Regions from separate parts of the Sus scrofa genome. Here region 2 is linked to region 1. The links are chromatin contacts, called in public Hi-C maps. All regions are on one chromosome and are shown on one strand. The core of a region is the stretch at or near the end of the contact, and the rest is flanking DNA. Distances in the headings are between cores, read along the strand shown.

What was found. Hi-C and Micro-C count contacts between places; a contact is called where the count stands out from the background.
Region 2: a contact with region 1 is called in a Hi-C map of skeletal muscle, with 4 times the contacts expected there. The contact joins the promoter of DUSP19 here to the promoter of NUP35 in region 1. A contact is called at or near these places in 2 of 5 promoter capture datasets (fetal liver and liver), 11 of 47 Hi-C or Micro-C datasets (alveolar macrophages, embryonic fibroblasts, epiblast stem cells and 7 more) and 2 of 2 datasets of contacts at active chromatin or transcription factors (alveolar macrophages and skeletal muscle).

Annotation. Positions count from the first base shown.
Region 1 is chr15:88,584,949-88,590,133 of Sscrofa11.1, forward strand. It overlaps NUP35 (nucleoporin NUP53), which reads left to right and starts at 2,805. Exons shown (of 9, transcript XM_021074750.1): 1 at 2,805-2,934. The coding sequence starts at 2,895. It also overlaps LOC100522904.
Region 2 is chr15:88,547,167-88,552,622 of Sscrofa11.1, forward strand. It overlaps DUSP19 (dual specificity protein phosphatase 19), which reads left to right and starts at 2,084. Exons shown (of 5, transcript XM_021074751.1): 1 at 2,084-2,509. The coding sequence starts at 2,284.

The DNA.
Region 1 (5,185 bases), core at 1,555-4,054:
ATTGAAGTAATACAGGATTTAAGTGGGAAAGTTTGGTTTTGAATTCAGGTCTGTTTCACTTTAGATTTTACTCTAACATACTGAGATTTTAATTTTGGGTTTCTAAGAGACTAATAGAAAAAGGGACAACAGGAAGGGGGTTGTTTCAGGGGTAAGATGAGTTTGTTTTCGAGGTTTGATGTACTGGTAGATTGTTCATCAAGCATCTGGCAAAGTATCATTTGGTTTTAGAGAGAAGTGGGGCATACAGTATTGCAGATTTTTTTGCATAGATGTGACAATTGATGAGGACTCCAAGAGAGGCTATAACAAATCAAAGGAGAGGAAAAGGCGTGACTAATAATAATATGTCCAGGTTAGAATGAAGTAGGATAAGACATGGAAAAACCAGAAAACGAGTAGGAAGTTATGTTTTTAACATCATCAAAAACAAGGAAAACACAATATAGAGGAAAAAACTGTCAAAGCTGTTGAAAACTGCAGATGTCAAGGAGACAGTTCTAATCTGGCCAGGAGGAGAAGAATAGTTGCAGACAATAGTTTCAGAAGAGGATTTACACAGGAGCCAGAGTGTAATGAATTAAACGGCAAGAAGGTGAAGTTAGGGGAAATAGATAATCCACTATAATCATTAGACCCTTCTTTTGTGATCTTGAGGAAAAGAGAGGAAATGTGAGGCAAATTAGTGCATGGTAGCTAGAAGAAAGAACAAGATCTGGGGAGGGATTTTTGATAGGGCAAACTGGGCATCTTTGGAATTTGGTAAGGAAAGAGCTAACTGAAAGAGAAGATTGACATGCAGGTAAAGAAAGGAAAATGTTTCTCTTAAAGGAAAATAAAGGGTTTTAATTTGAAAAATACTAAAAATAGTAAATAACACCTATAGGCAACCACAAAAAAATTATATACAGTAAATTAAAGGCCCTTCTTAAGCCCTCTAATTTACAAACTCCTCTCCCATTCCACATTCTCTGTTAAGAGTTTGGCAGAAATGTTTTCTAGGTTTTTCCTTTATTTAAACAAGCACCTCTCTCTTCCTCTTTGGATCTGTACCCATATATACTTTTTTTTGTTAAATTAAGATAAAATCATGCTATATATACATTTTCAAATTGCATCTTTCAGTATATAAATCATGAAGATTTTTCTAGATCAATACACATATCAATAGGGGAATAATGTTCTTTTGTTTGGCTAGATCATAATTTATATAGAAATCCCTTTACTGATGAACATTTCTTGGTACCTTGTTTCTATAAAGGGGATTGCTGGGTGTGGTGTGCTGAATGAAGCCTCCACAGATATCCACACTCTAATCTCTGGAATCTATGAATGTTACTTTGCAGTTGTGGCTATTAACTTAATCACAGCTGGCTATTGAAATGGGAAGATTATCCTGCATTATCTGAGTAGGCTCTAAATGTAATTACAAACATCCTTTAAGAGGGAGGTGGAGTGAGATTTTAACTATAGAAGAAAAAGGCCATATGATGATTGAAGCAGAGATAAGCAGATGCTAAAAGAGATAGAAGACGCTATGCCACAGGCTTTGAAACAGGATAGGGCCAAAAGCCAAGTAATATTGTTAGCTTCCAGATGTTACACAAGGCAAGGAAACAGATTCCCCTCTGGAGCCTCTGGAAGAAACCAGTCTTGCTGACATTTTGATTTTAGTCCTATAATACTCATTTCGAATTTCAGGCCTCCAGAGCTATAAAGATAAATTTGTGTTGATTTAAGCTGCCAATTTTGTAGTAATTTAGTATGTCTTTATCTGAATTTGATTACATCTGCAAAGACCCTATTTCCAAATAAGGTCGCATTAATATGTACTGGAAATTAGGACTTTAACATGTATTTTGGGGGACACAGTTCAACATATATATATGTTTAAAAAATATAATTCATCTGTGAGTGTTTTAAAACTTTAACTTCTGGGAACTTGTCATTTAATCCTGGAATTGTTATTGCCTCATACAAATTATAAAGTTCTTGGCTGGATTTTGAATTTCAGCAAATCCCAGAGGAAACAGGGAGAGTAGGTGGGTAAGCACTTTGAAGGTAAGTTTGATATGGACCAGAGAGCATTTCAGAATATATATACATAGCACATCACTTTTATAAAATTAGCAAAACGAAAAAGCTATTTTCGCACACACACATATAGCATATGTATGATATTTGAATACGTTCTACAGAAAGGAAAGTAGCAGCAAGGGGGGGGGGTCGGCCCGGATGGCATAGGAACACACAAGATTCTGCAGTATGGTGAGTGCACGGGTGTTTATTACTTTCCTCCATTATTTAATATCTTTTGTACTTATAAACATGTAATAAACCAGTAAAAGAGCAAGTATGAGTTATGCTTTAATGTAAAATTGTGCCCATATAACACAAAAAAATCTTAAATGGCATAGAGATGGTAGAAAATATGCTTGAGAAAGGAGCTCGGTGCCCTAAGCCCAGAAACCTACGTTGGAAAGCGGCATAATCTGTTTCTTCAAGCCAACCTGTCCAGGTGGTACTTGGAAAAGCTGACGGATGACAGAGCACTGAATAAACTCACGCTATTTATGAATCCGTGAGTAAAATAACTTGCGCTTCTATAAAACTCGAGCACCAACAAATCAGGAGGCTCAGAGGACGAGCGAAAGCATTCCCAGAACCACACGATCCACGCTGATCTCTTTACCAGAGAAATCCTTCTCAGAGCAGTCGAGTCTGCGCAGACTCTTGCCCTATTCCAAAATGGCAGCTCTGGCGCCACAACTTTGGTATGGCGCATGTCCGGAAGTTACGCAACCCCATAAGGTACCGCGCTCCTACCCGTGGGGAGAGTTTCCGCCATTTTTGAAAATCGGGAAGGTCCGGGGCTAAGTGGTGTAGCTGCTGCGATGGCAGCCTTTGCCGTGGACTCCCAGGTGCCCACGTTGGGTGAGTGAAAAACTGCTTTTCCTCACTAGCTCTGTGCTACTTGCCGCTTGGAAGCGGGCAAGCTTGGAAGGCAGTAGTCATCGGGGTCTCTTCTGTTAATTTCAGCCTCAAAGGGGGAGCCTCTGGCTCGCCCCAGGTTCGTAGTCCGCCCCCTACCCCGAAGCTTTGCTACCCCGCCGTCACGAAAACGGTTCCAGGAAACTTCGGGCCCCGAGGAGGGCGAGGGAACGGCCGTCTGCGGTGGCTGAACCATTTTGTGCCCCTACGTGCCGGAGCCAGACCTGCCCATACCTGAGACGCCATCAGTGCCTGAGATGCCAAGCTGGGTTCATAGATCCGGGGAAGCGTTGATGGGAAGGAACTCACCTGTGAACACGTGGGTGGGCGGTACTCTGGGGTGTGGTTAGTGTCCTTGGCTGTTTGGTCACCTTAGGCTTGTAGTTCCTGTTTGATTCCTACCTTCTCCCGGGCTTTGCAAAAAGAATCTTTTTAATGGAAGTTTGAGTCGGCGGCATTTAATTAGGCAGGTGATGGCAGCCTTTGAGATATTAGCCTTAATAGGAAGCCAGGAGTTCGTTCGTTTTCCCTCGCCTTTATCTTGGGAAAGTGACTCAGTATTGTAGGAGGTCTCTTCATTTGACCGGTCACGTAATGATTAAAAATCATCACCATTATTTAATGGGGTGCATTACTAAAATGTGTTGTTGAAAAAAATCTCTCAAGTTTTTTGTTTTTGTCTGCTGAGTTTTGGAATTTGGGGGAACGGTCGAAAATTTTAGAACAAAAAATAAACCTATCGTAAGAATATTTGAAAAGTTGGTTACAAACTTTATGAGTTTGGAAAGGAAGGCAAGCACAATATGTACCTATAGAATAAATTTTATTATAGTTGAAGGATATATAATGCTTGCCATGTTTTGTGCAAAATAAGTTTCTTTTGAGAGTAGAGTGACTTGAACTGTTAGTATTAATAATAAAACTAAATGCATAATATCAAGGTAGGTACTCAGCTACATTTAAACTTGTGTACAGATGTTGGTCTAGGTATTTGTGTTTTGTATTATTTTGGAGATCAGAGAGCTTTAATTTCCAGTTCCTAAGTTTTCTAGTCCCCCAAAACATTTTGGAGTGTATATTTCTTGGGGTTACGTATATGAATAATTGGTCGGAAATCTGACATTAGCGGATATGAATGTTCAGGTCCACTGCAAATATTCCAGGCGGGATATAAACATTTTCCCAGCACCTAATGGTACACTGAAACTAAGTTACTTTAACAAACAGTGCTGGCTGAGAAGACTTAGTACTTAACATTTTAGGAGTGCACACTGTGAAATGGTATTTGACTTGAAGGATCCAATGGTATAGCTCAGTGAAATTAGCTTGAGGGTTGGGCAGTTAGTGACAGTTCAATTAAGAGCCCGTTGCCCATTCCTCACTTTAGTGCTTTCTTTTGTATCACAATATATATCTGAATGTGTCAGAAAATTTCCTGACAATTCTTGTTATACTTGCCATATTTGTATGTTTTCCTTTGAGGGCTGGGAGAGTGAAAGTAGGCAGTATTTAAAACTTTGTAATACATTTATTACTATAGGTTTCTAAATATATGTTCAGAATATGCTTTTGTTTAGACTTTAGGTTTGATTTTTAGTGTTAGGTTTTTTAGAAATATGTTATAGTACCATGGTACTTTGTAACGAGCATTTTGAAGTAATTACAATGTAATACAGCTCTTCACACCTTATTTCGGTATTTGCCTTATTCTTTCCCTAAATTTCTTTTCCTTTTTCTTTTTTTGTACACTTGCATTGCTAATATCTAGGTCTACTTTGATGGGAAATAAAGGGAAGATCAAATAAGTGACAGCATTTGGATAGCACAAAACATATTTCTGTGGCTGTTTAGAAGTTAAGGAATAGGGAGTTTCCATCGTGGCTCAGTGGTGAGCGAATCTGACTAGGAACCTGAGGTTGCAGGTTCAATCCCTGGCCTTGCTCAGTGGGTTAAGGATCTGGCGTTGCCATGAGATGTGGTGTAGGTTGCAGACCTGGCTTGGATCTCGCGTTGCTGTGGCTGTGGTGTAGGCTGGTGGCTACAGTTCCGATTAGACCCCTAGCCTGGGAGCGGCCCAAGAAAATGGCAAAAAACAAAAAACAAAAAGTTAAGGAATAGTTAATAAAGGCCATATAAAATACAAATTGTTTGACTTCTCTGAATGCCATGGATCACATTCAGGCTTGTCACATAG
Region 2 (5,456 bases), core at 834-3,333, 39 kb before region 1:
TTACCAACCCAATTACCTCCCTCATTGGGTTGCCATGAGAATTAAATCAGATAATATTTATGTAGTGTTAGAATGTAGCATCTATTCTTGCTGAGAAGGCCTTTAATTCAATATTTTAGCTCTGTCTTCATCTTATTCAACATTCTCAGTAGCATATGTCAGAGCTGATCACACTGTCCTCATTGAAACACTTTATTTGTATCCTCAAATCTTTCTCTCTTTTCCTCCTACCTCCCAGACTTCTACTTTTTAGTCTCTTTTGCTGGATCCCTCTCATCTTCATGACCCCTAAATGAAGGCACACCTCAGGTTTCTCTATCAACATTCACTACTAGATCACCTCATTCAGTCATGGCTTTAAATGGCATCTTCAAGTCAATTACTTCAAAATTTACATCTTCAGCTGAGAACATCTGTGAAGTCCAAATTCAAATGTGTAGCTTCCCACTTGACATCTCTATTTTATAGACTAAAAGGCAAATTAAACTTAGAATGTCCCAAATTAACATCTCACTTAGAATAAAAATTTAGTTTATTCATTGTTTGTCCATCTGTTTCCTCCATTTGGGTATAAGTTCCATAAAAGAGGGGACTTTGTTGTTATTCACTGCTACATCCCCAGTGACTATAACAGTGCCTGGCACAGAGTGAATGCTCAATAAATATTTGTTAACTACAATTATTTTGGGGGCAGCGTAGTATTCCATAGTAAACAAGAGCTAAGGTGCTGGACTGAAACAAACCTGGGTTTTACTTGTGGATCTAAACTCATGATCTGTGAAATGTAGGATATGTTATTTGTACTCTCTGCACTTGAGTTCTGTTAGCCATAAAATGTACATGATTATAATACCATATACATAATGAATTTGCGGTGGGATCAAATGGGATAATGTGTGTAAAACATCAGTAAGCACCTAATGGATAATACTAAGAATGCAGAAATTGCTTATAAGCACACAATCTTGCAAGTAATATGTGCTCAATACCAGGTAATCATTTTTTTATCATTTTATGATAAATACATGGAATGAATGTGGTTGGAGTTGTTTTTGATAAACATGTGATTGTCTAAATGATGCAAAAATTTTCTTGAGTTCTTCATTTTAGGGTGCCCTGGGCCAATTATCTCACTCATTTCAACAGGTAGAAATTTGGTTTATTTTAATTTTAAGTCAGAAAGTTTCAACAGCAACAAAAATTGTGATATTTGGTGTTGTGAATAAGTGTTCTTTAAGTGCAACTTCACTTTATACATGTGTTTATTCATTATGTCTAAGTCCATTTAAAATCGTGTTTTATTTTAGGTGGGATAAGAAAAAATTCTACTTAAAGAACTCTTGAGATTTCTTTTGTAAAACAAATCATCCTTTTGTAATCAGGATCATTCTATAATTGATCTGTTTTTTAAATTTGGATGTTTGTACTCCCAAGTACTGAAACTCTGTTTGAAAGTACTGGCTGCAATGCTTCTTATAAACACTGTCTATTGCATGAAGCCTTCTTCAAGCAGTTTTACTGATAATGAAAATATAGGTCAGAAGTCAGAAAATACATGCATTATGTTTTAATCCGCATATAGAAACATAATTAGAAAATTAAAAAGAAGAAAATTACTTCTGCAGATTTTGTTTAAAATGTTACCTCACAAGTCTACACACCAGTTTTTTTTTTTTAATCTAATAAATGTTCCTCTTGGCAGAAACAGCAGAAGGAGAAAGTGCAAAGGACATAGGAAGCGAAAAATAACTTTCAACGCCTGCTGCAGCCCCTCTGGATTATCCTAGAAGCAGATGGGCAGGCAGCTTTGGACTGTGACTCCGCAGCCTCACTAGAGCAGGAGGGACACTCAGGTCGCCACCACAAGTGACACCAATCGAACACATCGAGAAAACCACTGCTTTTAAGGAAGGAGGAAATATCAGCTTTCTCTCCAATTAAGTCTTATTTTACCACTCTGAGTGAATAATAAAGCTAGCTTTAAATAGCTACGATGACAAAACTCTCAGCGAGAATAACGTAATCTTCGGCTGACAGGAAGGAGAAACAGCATCCAATCGGAGCCTGTTTCTCAATGGCCAACCAAATTTCCCCTTACATTGCAGCACTGGGAAAACCTGAGCTGAACCCCTCCGCCGTCCGGCTAGTGGCTACTACTGTTACCTTTAGGGCAGTGTGCCTCTGAGGCAGTATTTGTTACCCTAATACTAGGGGACCAGTAGTTCAGCCCTTCACTGTGCTGGCTGGCTTTGTTTATATCTGTTCCTCGCCGCTGCTCATGTAATGCACTCCCTTAACCAGGAAATTAAAGCATTCTCCCGGAATAATCTCAGGAAGCAATGCACCAGGGTGACAACGCTAACTGGAAAGAAAATTATAGAAACTTGGAAAGATTCCAGAATTCATGTTGTGGAAGAAGTAGAGCCCAGCAGTGGGGGAGGTTGTGGTTTTGTGCAGGATCTTAGCTTGGACCTGCAAGTTGGCGTTATTAAGCCATGGTTGCTCCTAGGTGAGTATATTGATTTCCACTAAGTCATTGAGTTCTTTTAATCATTCTATTTTCTCGCTTTTCTCCCTAACATGTAATAGTCTGTGCTATCAACTAAACAGCCGGAAAACTGAAATGTTTCCTTTTTTGGCTGTGAAACTTCCACTAGCTAGCTAGGAATGTTTCTGCTCCGCTGTATGCAGCAGAAGCATAGATTCTGGTAGCTCAGAGCACCTGGTATTTGAATTTTAGAAAAGCTTTCTTTCTTTCTAACTTCTCTGGGAGATGACACATTGATGTGGTGTTTTCTTAGATAATGAAAGGATATGGCCTTGAAAGATCACAGAGCGCATGTCTCCTGTGGTCACATCTGTTCCGGTGTCTGTTTTTGGAGTGTTAAGGAAAGGGTGGCCTGTTATTTTATAGCTGTGAGTCTGATGGTTTATGGTTTCTTTTATTATGGAAAATAGCGATTCCCCATACAAAGCATAATCCGCAAATAACAAATGAAGCACAGCTATAATACAGACTTGTTATCTTGGCAAGAGTGTGAACATGGTATTCTTTAAAAAATAGTGAATAATATTTTCAAGTAGGTTTGAATTATTTTTCACTTATGAATAGATAAATTAAGACTTGGAAAGATTAATGATATATCAGTATTTATGCAACCAAGCCACTCTTAAGTAAAAAGAATACAACTGAGAATCAGAAATAGCCAGGTATTATGTGAAATGCACACAGCATCCCACTCCTTTTAAAACCTCTGTGAAGTAGGGATCATCAGCTCCATTTTACAGATGGCAGCTGGACTTAAGATTGGTTAAGTACCTTGAACGAGCTCAAGTCTGATAGACTGCTGCTCTCCATCGTTACATAGACTGCCTCAGAGAGTCCAGGCTTTCAGCCCTGCTCTACCTTTAAAGAGATGAGCTAGTGGTGCAAGTCATTTACGCTTTCTGGTGCTCCAAAAAACCATCTGTAAAGCTAAGTAATAGCATCTACCTATCTTATAGGGTTGTCCTGAAGTTGTTGCCAAAGTTTTTTAAAAAATCAATTGCAATATAAATGAGTTATTATTAATTATATTATATGAATTAATACACGCTTTGTCTTTAAATTCACCAGATACAGATCTTCAGTTAGTTTCTGCAGCCCAGTGAAAAATTATATGGATCCTTTAGCTAATCTGGTAGATTCACCCAGAATATGCACACTATTTTTAGGAAAGAAAGTATGTCCATGCACATTTTTCGGTCATTTGCCTTCCATTGTAGTAATAATGCTTTAAAATAATTATGGTAGGATTTTAAATCATTCACCCTTTCATAGTCTTCATGAACTTCGCTTGTTATTTTTTTATCTAGACTTACCCAAAGTGAGCTGATCAAGGTAGTGTTGGAACCTTTCCAGGATCTTGAGAGAGTATTGGGAGGGATTTCTGAAACTAGGCCTTATATGTCTTCTCTCTGGACCAGGAAATGGGATATTTTCATCAGGTACAACCTCTTTTCTTCTGAAAAGTAGATGGACCTTTTTCTTCCCAGTTACAAGTGACTTATTCCCAAGGGACCTTTGGATGATTACATCTAAAGTTCTTTTGCATGAATGATGCAGGGGTTGTTTCTAGGTTGCTTCAAAGAGCTTCCTTCACCTCTTCAGAGCAACACAGCTCCCACCTAGCACTACATGAAATTAACTGTTGTTTTTGGTGGAGAATAAATTCACCCAAGCTTCTGCATTTCAAAAATCTTATATAGGCTCTTGAACTATCTAACAGGTTGATGAAAGATCTTAGTAAGTAATTTTTTGCTCTAGGTTTTGAAAAAGTCACTAGGAATTTTACAGAAAAAGTCACTAGGAATTTTCTTGAATCCAACTTAATTTGTCAAAGTGGAAAGTTCCATTTATCTTGGGTAATTATACTTACTACTTACTATATCCATCCTATAAAGAAGTCCTAAGTGGTCTCATTTTGAGATCATCTCTTCAATTCTAGGTAAAAATCTTGGAATCCTTTATAATGTTGTAGAGGATTTCCAGATCTAGAAGCCTAATCTTTTTAGGAGGCAGATAATACATTAAATTTGTAAAGCTCTTTATTTTGTAAAATTCTTTCACAAATGCTATTATACCTCACCCTTATTGTAATTTATGCTTATATTTCCATCCATTTATGAATGTTCACTCTTACAAATTTTTTCAAATAAAACATTTCTCTGTGAAATGTCATTTATTTCCTTTTTCAGTAATGTAATAATATCTTTTTGGTTTGTTTCAGTAATAATTTTTTTGTGGTTTGTTTTTGTGATTTGTAAATTAAGATATGCTACATCAGGGAGTTTCCTTGTGGTGCAGCAGGTTAAAGATCCTGTATTGTCATTGCAGTGGCTTGGGTTGATGCTCTGGCTCGGATTTGATCCCTGGCCAGGGAAATTCCACATGCCTTGGGTGTAGCAAAAAAAAAAAAAAAAAAAAAAAAAAAGACATACTAAGTCAGAATTTATGCAATATTTGTTATTTTCATAAAAAAAGATCTCTTGGAAAATAGAAACGGGATTCCAGCGATCTTACATAACTTATTTTTGAGATACATATATTATGACTGCAAAACATTTAACTTGTTAGAAGTCCCAACTCCAATAGCATGTAATATACTTTCTAAATCAGTTACCACATCCATAATATTTCCATAGTAATGTTGGGCAAGGTAATTAGTGCTTTGTAAGTATCAATGTAAACTATAACTGTAAATTATTATTATGAAACTTCTTTAGTTGTAGTCCTATTCATCAGTTTCTTTTTTTGTTATTTAAAAAATTATGCGGTTAAGATTGATTTGCTATTCAGATCTATGAAGTTTAACATAAGTATGGGTTCATGTTGCCAATGTTAAAATCATAAAATTCATATTTATTTTAAAATATCAATTAAGATAGTTTATAGAAGGATAACATTCTACTTTTTC